Linked DNA regions of Zea mays: all the other regions are linked to region 3. Evidence: chromatin contacts called from public Hi-C data. All regions are on one chromosome and are shown on one strand. The core of a region is the stretch at or near the end of the contact, and the rest is flanking DNA. Distances in the headings are between cores, read along the strand shown.

Region 1 (3,013 bases), core at 487-2,986, 200 kb after region 3:
GGCCGGCGCGCTCACGAGGGACGCAGTACGACGCCCTGTCCTGTATGCTCGTACTACGTAGTACTATCATGCATGTCAGCATGTGTGCGTGCGTGCGCGGCACGGATCATGAGACTGCTCGTGCGTGCGGACGTGCGGTGTCTGTCGCCTGTCGGTGTGACACGGGAGCCAACGAGAGAGGCGCGTTTTCACATGACGGTCTTTGACGACTCTGGGAATTCCCGGCCGGCCGGGTGGCTAGCGCATGCATGGCAGCCGCGCGGAGTTCAGGACGACTCCTCTACAGCATATCCTATGCCAAAATTCAAATCAAACCATATTCAAGTAAAGAAAAAGGTAAACTACTCTGTTCTTTGGACGGTAAAAGACTCCTTTTTTTTTGTCGAGAACGTGAGCCTGGCTTCGTAGTTCATCCTGATCAGTGTTCACTGGGGCTACGATCGATCACGTCGCGCCAACGCCCAGGAAGTCGAAGAAGGGCAGGGCGGCGAGCTTTCCACATCCGCCGCCGTCGGAAGCCGCTGCAGGCGACGGAACGGAGCGAAGCATGATGCAGCGCAGCAGTGGCGAGGCCGAGGAGGAGCCGAGGAGGCACGCGCACGTCGTGCCGTCGCACGAGCTCTGGCTCTGGCGCCGGCGGTGGAAGTGGAAGCAGGGGACGGCGGCGGCGCACACGGAGCCTAGGGAGGAGAGGTCGGTGCCGGAGGAGGTGGACGACGCGGACTCGTCGGACCCGCCGCCGTCGCCGTCGCCGTCGCCGCACGAGCGGGGTCGGGTGGCCTTGCCGGCGCAGAACGGCAGAGGAGATGGTGCACGGTGGTGGTGGGCGGCGGGTGACGACGAGGAGGGCTTGCGTCGGCGCGGCGGCGCGCCGGTCCGCTCCCGCTGCCTGCGCGCCGTGAGGACGTGCCAGTGGTTCTTGACGGCGTTGTCGGTGCGGCCTGGGAAGAGGCGCGCGATGAGCGCCCACTTGTTGCCGTGGGCGCGGTGCGCCGCCACCAGCCGCTGCTCCTCCGCCGCCGAGAACGGGCGGCGGTTGACCCGCGGGTCCAGCTGGTTGAACCACCGCAGCCGGCAGCTTTTCCCTGCTCCGCCAATATTCCGTCAGTGCGTTGCGTGCGTGCGTCGACCCACCGCCGATCAGGGATTAATAAAAAAACAACAAAAAAAAACGCAAATGGGGTTCTAGCTCCGGAGGGGACAAAAACACATCGCGATGAAGACCGATAAACTCTTCACACCTGATCTGCCGTGGAGTTTGCTGGCGATGAGGTTCCAGTTCTTGGGGCCGTACAGCGCCACGAGGTCCTTGAGCTTGGCATCCTCGGCTGGCCGCCAGTGGCCTCTCGCGTGCCCAGCGCGGCTGTCGTCATGGCCGTGGGTCTCTTGTGCCTCATGGAGCGCAGACAGAGCGGCGGCCACCGGTGGAGCGGCCATTTGGGACCTAGTCGCAGTCGCAGACGGAGGAGAGTGGTGGAGTAGAGTGCTGCAAAGTTTAGATGGCGGATCTTGCAGAGCGTTGCTAGCTCTCTCTGTCAGCTTGTGTTGGATGGACGAGTGCCTAGCCTTTTAGAGAGATGGACATGGCAATGGGCCGGGATCATTGTAGGCTCAAACTTGCCTTGCCTGCCCAGGAAGGACTGGAGTGAGCGAGACTGGCGTGGATGGGTCCAGGACCAGGTTGAGACCTGAGAGCAGAGGCCGCTCGTGTGGGTTTGGCAGTCTCCTGCTTCAACCTGGCCAGTACGGCAGTACCACTAGCGCGGGCCAGAGGGCCTCTAGGGATGGAATGGAACTCTCTTGTCCTCACATTGACAAACCTACCAGAAACCCCGTTCTCGCTTCAGCCACGACATAGGATAGGAGCCCCCGATTTGTATCCTCCATCCAACCACATTGGTCATCTGCCCCTTGTTATAATTAGCACCAAAATGATCACGCTGATAGCATCCAAGGACACAGAGTCATGAGTTCAGTATGTGCATCTTGGCCAGAGCCAAACTAGGCAGCAGCTCGTTCTCCCACCGTTACAAAAATGTTCTTTTGGTTTTGACCAATCTAATGCACTGCCAAATTAAGATTCATTCGAATATATCTTGACATTTTTACTTAATTGGTACTATAGACGCTAATGTATATTTCTCGAAACCCAGTCAGAGCTAGAGATTTCTAACTTAGGTCTTGTTTAGGAGCAAGAGAAATGGAGGGGGATGGTGGGCTAGAATCTCTCACTATTCAATCAATAACCTACTCCATTAAGAACACTATATATGCTTTGATATTACACACTTTTTCCATTGTTGAACTTAAATAAACATAAAATTCTAGATATGCCACTTTTGCATATAGAAAACATGATCACTATTTATAACTACGTGTCTTGCTTTTATTCTTGGGGTGTCTTCGATAGATAGGAGAGTTGCTGAAGACGACCTTACCACGGCTATCCTACAGTACAAAGGAGCCCTTACGACTATGAGTCTACTTAGGTTAGGGCCAAAGGCAACACCACGTTAGAGTTGCATGGTGCACAGGCACCACGGCAATTGCAAATTTTATTAATAAATTGGTTCATGTTTGTCATATATGATATGAATATTTATATATTGCTTTGGTGGTGCACCACGTTGATTTGATTGCTAGCTTCGCCTCTGGTTAGGGCAGGTGCCCAACACATGATAATTGTTGGATTTTTTATAGGCTTGATCCATTTATTCAATAAATTATATGGTGTGTAATGGTGGAGAATACCACTAGTACCATATTGGAAGTTCAATGGTCGTTGGCTTGACTTATATGGTGAGAATTATTCCACTTAATTTGAGAAGTCAAGAAACGAACAAGGGCGTGCCACGCGCGCGCGCCGCCGGCTGGGCCGGGCGTGGCGTGGTGGGCAGGCAGCGAGCGGGCGTGGTATTGCCCGTCTCTTGAACTGCCGCATGCGACCCTTCTCCTTCAGCTTCCCTTCCACGAAAGATTAAGTAGGGGAGAACTCCTGTCATTTGGTACAGAA
Region 2 (2,933 bases), core at 161-2,660, 150 kb after region 3:
TTGCAACTCGTCTCCCAAGTCCCAACCCAAGCCGAGCAGTCAAATCGCCATACTGTTACTAGCAACGTCAGCGGCAAAAAAAAATCGATGAGGAATTTGTTAGTACTCTGCAGTTCCATCACCATTCTTTCTCCTCTCTCAGGCCATGTTCTTGATCATTAACTGGACCCTAAAGCTAAACTACGCGTCTTTCGGCCCGCCTCCTGTACACCGCCGCGGGGGGCCCCCCTCCCCGATCATGCCGCGCCGACGCCGAGGAAGTCGAAGAAGGGCGGCGACGCCTTGTCGTCGGAGCGTGACTCGCCATGGCGCGCCGACGCCGGCGGCGCGGAGAAGGCGGAGCGCGCGCTGGGCGCGAACGCCGCGGCGCGCGGAGCCGCGTCGTAGCCTGCGGGACGAACGCACGTACGTAGGACATGTGTTGTGAGCACGCCAGGCCGTCACCATCAGAGAGACTGACAGAGCAAAGCATTTGCCGTGCCGTTGTACGTACGTACCACTCTGGTAGAAGCAGGGGGCGGCGGCGGAGCCGAGGGACAGGTCGGTGGTGCAGGTGGACGCGGTCTCGTCGGACTCGCCGCCGCTGTGCGCGCGGGTGTCCGCTGCCGTGTACTGCGCGTGAGCGGCGGCGACGGTGCGCGGAGGCGAGCCGGCGTGGTGCTGGTGGTGGTGGTGGTGGAGGACGACGACGGGCGCCAAGTGCGACGTCGGCGGCGCCGGGTCCGGCGAGGACGAGGGTTTGCGCCGGCGGAGCGCGCCGGTGTGCTCCCGCTGCTTGCGCGCCATGAGGACGTGCCAGTGGTTCTTGACGGCGTTGTCGGTGCGGCCGGGGAAGAGGCGCGCGATGAGCGCCCACTTGTTGCCGTACGCGCGGTGCGCCGCCAGCAGCCGCTCCTCCTCCTCGCCGGAGAAGGCCCGGCGGTTGATCCGCGGGTCCAGCTGGTTGAACCACCGCAGGCGGCAGCTCTTCCCTGCGCGGTGTGTCCATTGTTCCATCAGACAAGAGAGAGACAGAGAGAAGGTCAGGGACACGACGAAGCAAGCAGCAGGCCAGCAGTACCCCGCATTGCGTGCTCGCATTTTTACCTGATCTGCCGTCCAGCCTCTCGGCGATGAGGTTCCAGTTCTGGGGCCCGTACTGCGCGACGAGCTCCTTGAGCTTGGCGTCCTCGGCGGGGCGCCAGTGGCCCCTGGCGCACAGCTTCCCCTGCTGTCCTGCGCCGCAGCCGCCCTCGCCGACGTCGTCGTCCACGTGGTACAGCTCCTCGGCGGCGTCCTGACGCTGCTGCTCCTCGTGGTGGAACGACGCGAGAGCACCCGCCGCCGGCGGCGGAGCAGCAGCGAAGAAGGCGGCCATCCAGGACCGGGTCCGCTGAGGAGGAGAGACTGCAGCAGGAGGGGTGGGGAAGGGAAAGGAAGGGAGGTTGCTGCTGCAAAGGAAGGGAGGCGGGGCTGATATAGGAGGACGCGGACGCCGCGGCAGCGGCGGCTGGCTAATTGATCACACACAACTAAACGTAAACGAGCACAAAATAAACGCTTGCTTGTTTTGGTCTCTACTCTACGTACGGACGTATGTACTACTGACGGACAGTAGGTCTTTTGGATGCCTGCCTTCTTCGAGTGGGAGATGCGATTGGTTTGGTTGCGCTTTCAGGCTTCCCCTGCCCTTTCTTTGAGACTGATGGCCGTGTTGTTCTTGTGTCGTCCTGCAGACGAGAACTGCAGCCAGCCAGAGAGAGAGAGAGAGAGAGGGGGGGGGGGAGACCGGGAGGAGAGAGAGAATTTATACGGATTTGTTTTTTCCGATTGGTGGCCCTGGTGTTCAGGTTCAGAGAGAGGCCGGCCGCTCGTGTGGGTTTGGGGAGTCCAACTCCAACCCCAACCACTACCGAGAGCGGAAGCGCTGTCCCTCCCGGGCTTGACAAAAACCCACCACAGGCGCCGCGCCCTGGTCTCTATCTATGCGCACCCACCCAACCCAACCCTTGACGGTTTGCTCCCGCTTCCCTTCTCTCTATCCTCCTTCGAACCACACCGATCATCTGCCCGCTCTTGCCATTTATTATTAGCACCATCACACCTAAAAACGATGTGCAGAACATTTATTCTTTTTTTGCCGGGGTAGTCACTTAAGAGTGCGAGACGATCTCATCATGTTTTGACATGTACGTAATTCTTTTATAGCAAGAGAGAAGCCACGTGGACCGTGGTACGTGCTAGCGCATATCAAAGGATACGTAACGAGTTCATGAGCTGCCTATAGGAGGAAACTGAGAGGCGCCATGGAAGATGCGGTTCTAATAAACATCATCCGCAAACTAGCTCAAATCGACGGTCGACGTGTTTTTAGACATGTTCGTGTTGAACGAGGCAAAACCATGGACGTTCATTAAGCATTGCATGCCAACCGAAACGCTAGGATTATTGGTCAGCACCAATAAGACCATGCACCTTCGCTTGCACCATAGATCGAAGGAGAAGCTACTAAAAATTAGTCCCTACAAAACAAACATCCCTTTAGACTTTTGAACATGATAATTAAATGATGCAATATAAGTTGAACACTGTGGGTTTATACCGCACGATACTCCATATTGATATTTTTTTTGAAAAAAAAAACTTCTTTCTATAAGATGTGTATGTTTTTTTAAGGTTCAAAGTCTATGTATCTGTTGTGAATAGTGTGACAGTGACTAGATTTTGTTCGTAAATCATGTCTCGTGCACCCCTATTGACAGGTGGGACCCACTACGCAGTCTCTGGCCACGGTAATTCGTTATACGAAGAGCCTGTCGCTGTTGGCGTGTGGGGAATTGGTTAAAAAAAAGGTCCAGGAAAAGGAAAGCCAACGGAGGGTGGACTGGACTGGGAGGGCACGCAGTCACTGTTCGCCAAAGGGAGCGTCTGATCATTATTTACTACTACATGCT
Region 3 (3,056 bases), core at 274-2,773:
AAGTTTTTGTTCCCGGTTAAGTTGAGAAGAGAAAGCTCACTCGGTCCGAGGGACCGTTTGAGAGAGGGAAGGGGTTGAGAAATTCCCGGCCTTTGTGGCCTCCTCAATGGGGAGTAGGTTTGCAAGAATCGAACCTCGGTAAAAAAAATCCGCGTGTCACACTCTTCATTCGCTTGTGATTTGTTTTGCGCCCTCTCTCTCGGACTCGTTTCTTTTTCTAACGCTAACCCGGCTTGTAGTTGTGATTAGTTTTGTAAATTTCAGTTTCGCCCTATTCACCCCCCTCTAGGTAACTTTCAGTACTAAATAGAGTTATATTTTGGAATATATGACTTTAATATTAAAAACCTGCTCCAACATGGATTCTATTTGACAAAAAGATCATCAAATAATTTTAGAATGCGCCATCTGATATTCTAAATATAGGGCCCCATATGCTGGACTTGTATCCTTATTTTGCACGTTGTTTCTAACATTTTATTTTCTAAATAACATGATCTATTTTTTAATAACATGAATACCTATATAGGATTTAATTGTTGGAGTTAGGGATGGCAGTGTGTAAGATAACCAATAGGCACACAAAGCCATACCCATACACATACCCACTACCCTAAACCCTAAATTACGTCATACTCATATCCAACACGGGTAGCGGTATCCATACACACTAATATTAGTAGACATGATCACTTGGACCACAAAAATAACTAACAAACACAAAATGTTGAAACATTATAGCTCATCAGTATTGAAAGATGCTAAAATAGTATATTATCTTTATGCCAGCATGATAAATTCATCGAATCCAACATAAACTTATCACAAGGTCAACAACATTCACCATTAAATATCAACATCATTCAAGCACATGCATGAGAGAGAACAATCTCCTTAATTCTGACCCACATGTCATATGTTAGCGGGTTTTCTATCGAGTAGCGGATACGAGGCAAGAGAGAACATACCCATGTCCACTATGCCCGATGAATATAACCCAATAAAATACTCATGGTATCAAAATTTGTCATACCTGTATTCTAATAGTGTTTTTACCCATCGGATGTCGGTTTTTGTGTACTTATTGCTATCCCTAGTTGGAGCGGTAAATGCTCCTAAACAATTAAAATCAGGTCGTATTGTACTTTTTAGTATTTAAATATAGAACTTTTTATTGGAGCTGTATATCCGCGCGCTCTTTTTTTTTCTTTCTCCTGTCCAGGTTCAATGCAAGCCGGCTGCTCCCGGGCCGCGACCGCGAGAGACCCGAACGCCGGCCCGGCAAAGAGTAGACCAAGCTGCAGCTCGCGTCGCGGATCCAAAACGCACGATAAGCACGCGAAAGCTAACGCCAAGTCGCCCCCCAACGACGGGACGACGGCAACAGCTAGCCACGTTCGCTGGTTGCCTGGCACCGTGGTTCGGATCGGTGTCCGGAGGCCCGATCCCGGCGCGTCGCCGGCGTGACGGGCTGACGGTCCGACGAGAGGACAGAGGCTTTTCACGGTTCCCCGTGTTTCCACGAAGCGCAGAGCGCAGCCATTGATGAGAGCCACGAGGGCGGGCCCCACAGGAGCAGTTCCACGCAGACGCGCACGCCATTTGTTTTTCTTTTTGTGTTTTTGTCCAGCAGCCTACGTAGAGGACGGCAGGCACGCACCGGCACCACCATATAACAGGAGGCGCGTCTCTGCAAGTCTGCACTCGGACGGACGAGCGAGGCAGACCCGCAGGTCGCAGCCACAACCCAAGCGCAGCGCTCTGCCTGCCTCCGCTCCGGCTCAGCTCCCGCCCTGCCTCCGCCTTCCATTCCACCGCGCGGCGCTGCCGAGTGCCGACGTCGTCCCCGCCGGAGTTTCTGGTTCCTGGGTTGGATCTCTCGGAGTCGGAGCGAGCGAGGATGGGCGGCGGCAACGGTGAAACCACCCAGCTGGGGGAGCCACTGCTGGCGAAGAAGGCGAAGGCGTACCGCCCTAGGTGCCCCGGCTGCCGGGTGGACCGCCTCAACGCGGAGCGGGAGGGGGTCTTCCCTCTCAAGGACCTCTTCCTCATCTGGCTCGTCACCATCACCTGCAGTAAGCTACCGCCCGCCACTGCTAGTACCCAAACCCAACCCGTCGCTCCCCTCCCCCCCTTCGTACTACCTTCTTCGTCCTCGTCGTTTTTGCTCTTGTGGAGCACGTACTGTGGCATTTTTCTTCCGGCCACCGCCTTCCTCCGGATGGCTGCAACTGCAAATCACAGGGTTGACTAGGGACCAATTTTTGTTGCCGGCATGCCGCTCGTGCTCGATTCAGCATCTTCGTCGCCGTGGCTGGCGATAAGAGGTTCACGATTCAGCTCTTTGTTCCTTCCAGATTCAGTCTCTGACCAGGCACAGACACTCAGGCAGGCTTGCGTCTGCTAGTGATCCCACCATCGTCCGAGAATAATAATCGGAGTATTCGCAGTGATAAGGAATGAATCCGATGGACCGGGATGCTTAGCGGCCGGTGCTACAGTACTAATAATTTATCACTGGTCAGCTCACCAACCAACAACTTTTTAAGGGGGGCATTCGCCATACGGTGATTGGCGTGTCTCTGGGACTTTCTTTTTGGTGTGTTGGATCAGTAGAGTATCGTATCGTTATGGCTCGCCTGACGGACGGTTCTCATTGGAGTCTCGCACCGTGTCCGTGGCCACTCCAAAATTTGTTTTCTTCCAGATGAATTCCTGCTACCTCTCCAGACTACAGTTCAGCTGCTGAGATGCTATGTCAAATAGTACTATGCATGAAAAATTGGCATAGTATAGTTAACATGCCAATTTTATGCAGAAACCAAAACGCCGTCCAACCTTGACAACCCGCGGCCAAAGCTTGTGCTCGTTTTAGCTTACAGATTCTTGGGTGTTCTAAGCCCCCTTCCAACAATTTGCTCCCCTCAAGCTGAAAACCCCACGGTTTCTAAAGCTGAAACAAGCACGGGTGCACCTCCCCAAACAGAAAGCCCCCGATGGAAGCCGCGAATCTCGCCGCCGGCAGTCACCTTATTGCTTCGGTGTTTTCCAATTCC

The links. A called contact is a pair of places that touch in the nucleus more often than the background predicts.
Region 1: a Hi-C map of leaf shows a contact between it and region 3, with 4 times the contacts expected there. The contact joins the promoter of LOC103650011 here to the promoter of LOC100284468 in region 3. A contact is called at or near these places in 3 of 25 Hi-C or Micro-C datasets (ear, leaf and tassel).
Region 2: a contact with region 3 is called in a Hi-C map of bundle sheath, with 3 times the contacts expected there. The contact joins the promoter of LOC100381481 here to the promoter of LOC100284468 in region 3. A contact is called at or near these places in 6 of 25 Hi-C or Micro-C datasets (bundle sheath, ear, leaf and 2 more).

Annotation. Positions count from the first base shown.
Region 1 is chr3:43,312,551-43,315,563 of Zm-B73-REFERENCE-NAM-5.0, forward strand. LOC103650011 (transcription factor CSA) reads right to left here and starts at 1,737. Exons shown (of 2, transcript XM_008675689.4): 1 at 1,242-1,737; 2 at 186-1,085. The coding sequence starts at 1,437. The coding sequence ends at 445.
Region 2 is chr3:43,263,417-43,266,349 of Zm-B73-REFERENCE-NAM-5.0, forward strand. It overlaps LOC100381481 (MYB transcription factor), which reads right to left and starts at 1,411. Exons shown (of 3, transcript NM_001174317.1): 1 at 1,087-1,411; 2 at 498-971; 3 at 1-388. The coding sequence starts at 1,357. The coding sequence ends at 237.
Region 3 is chr3:43,116,113-43,119,168 of Zm-B73-REFERENCE-NAM-5.0, forward strand. It overlaps LOC100284468 (carbohydrate transporter/ sugar porter/ transporter), which reads left to right and starts at 1,524. Exons shown (of 17, transcript NM_001157363.2): 1 at 1,524-2,075. The coding sequence starts at 1,901.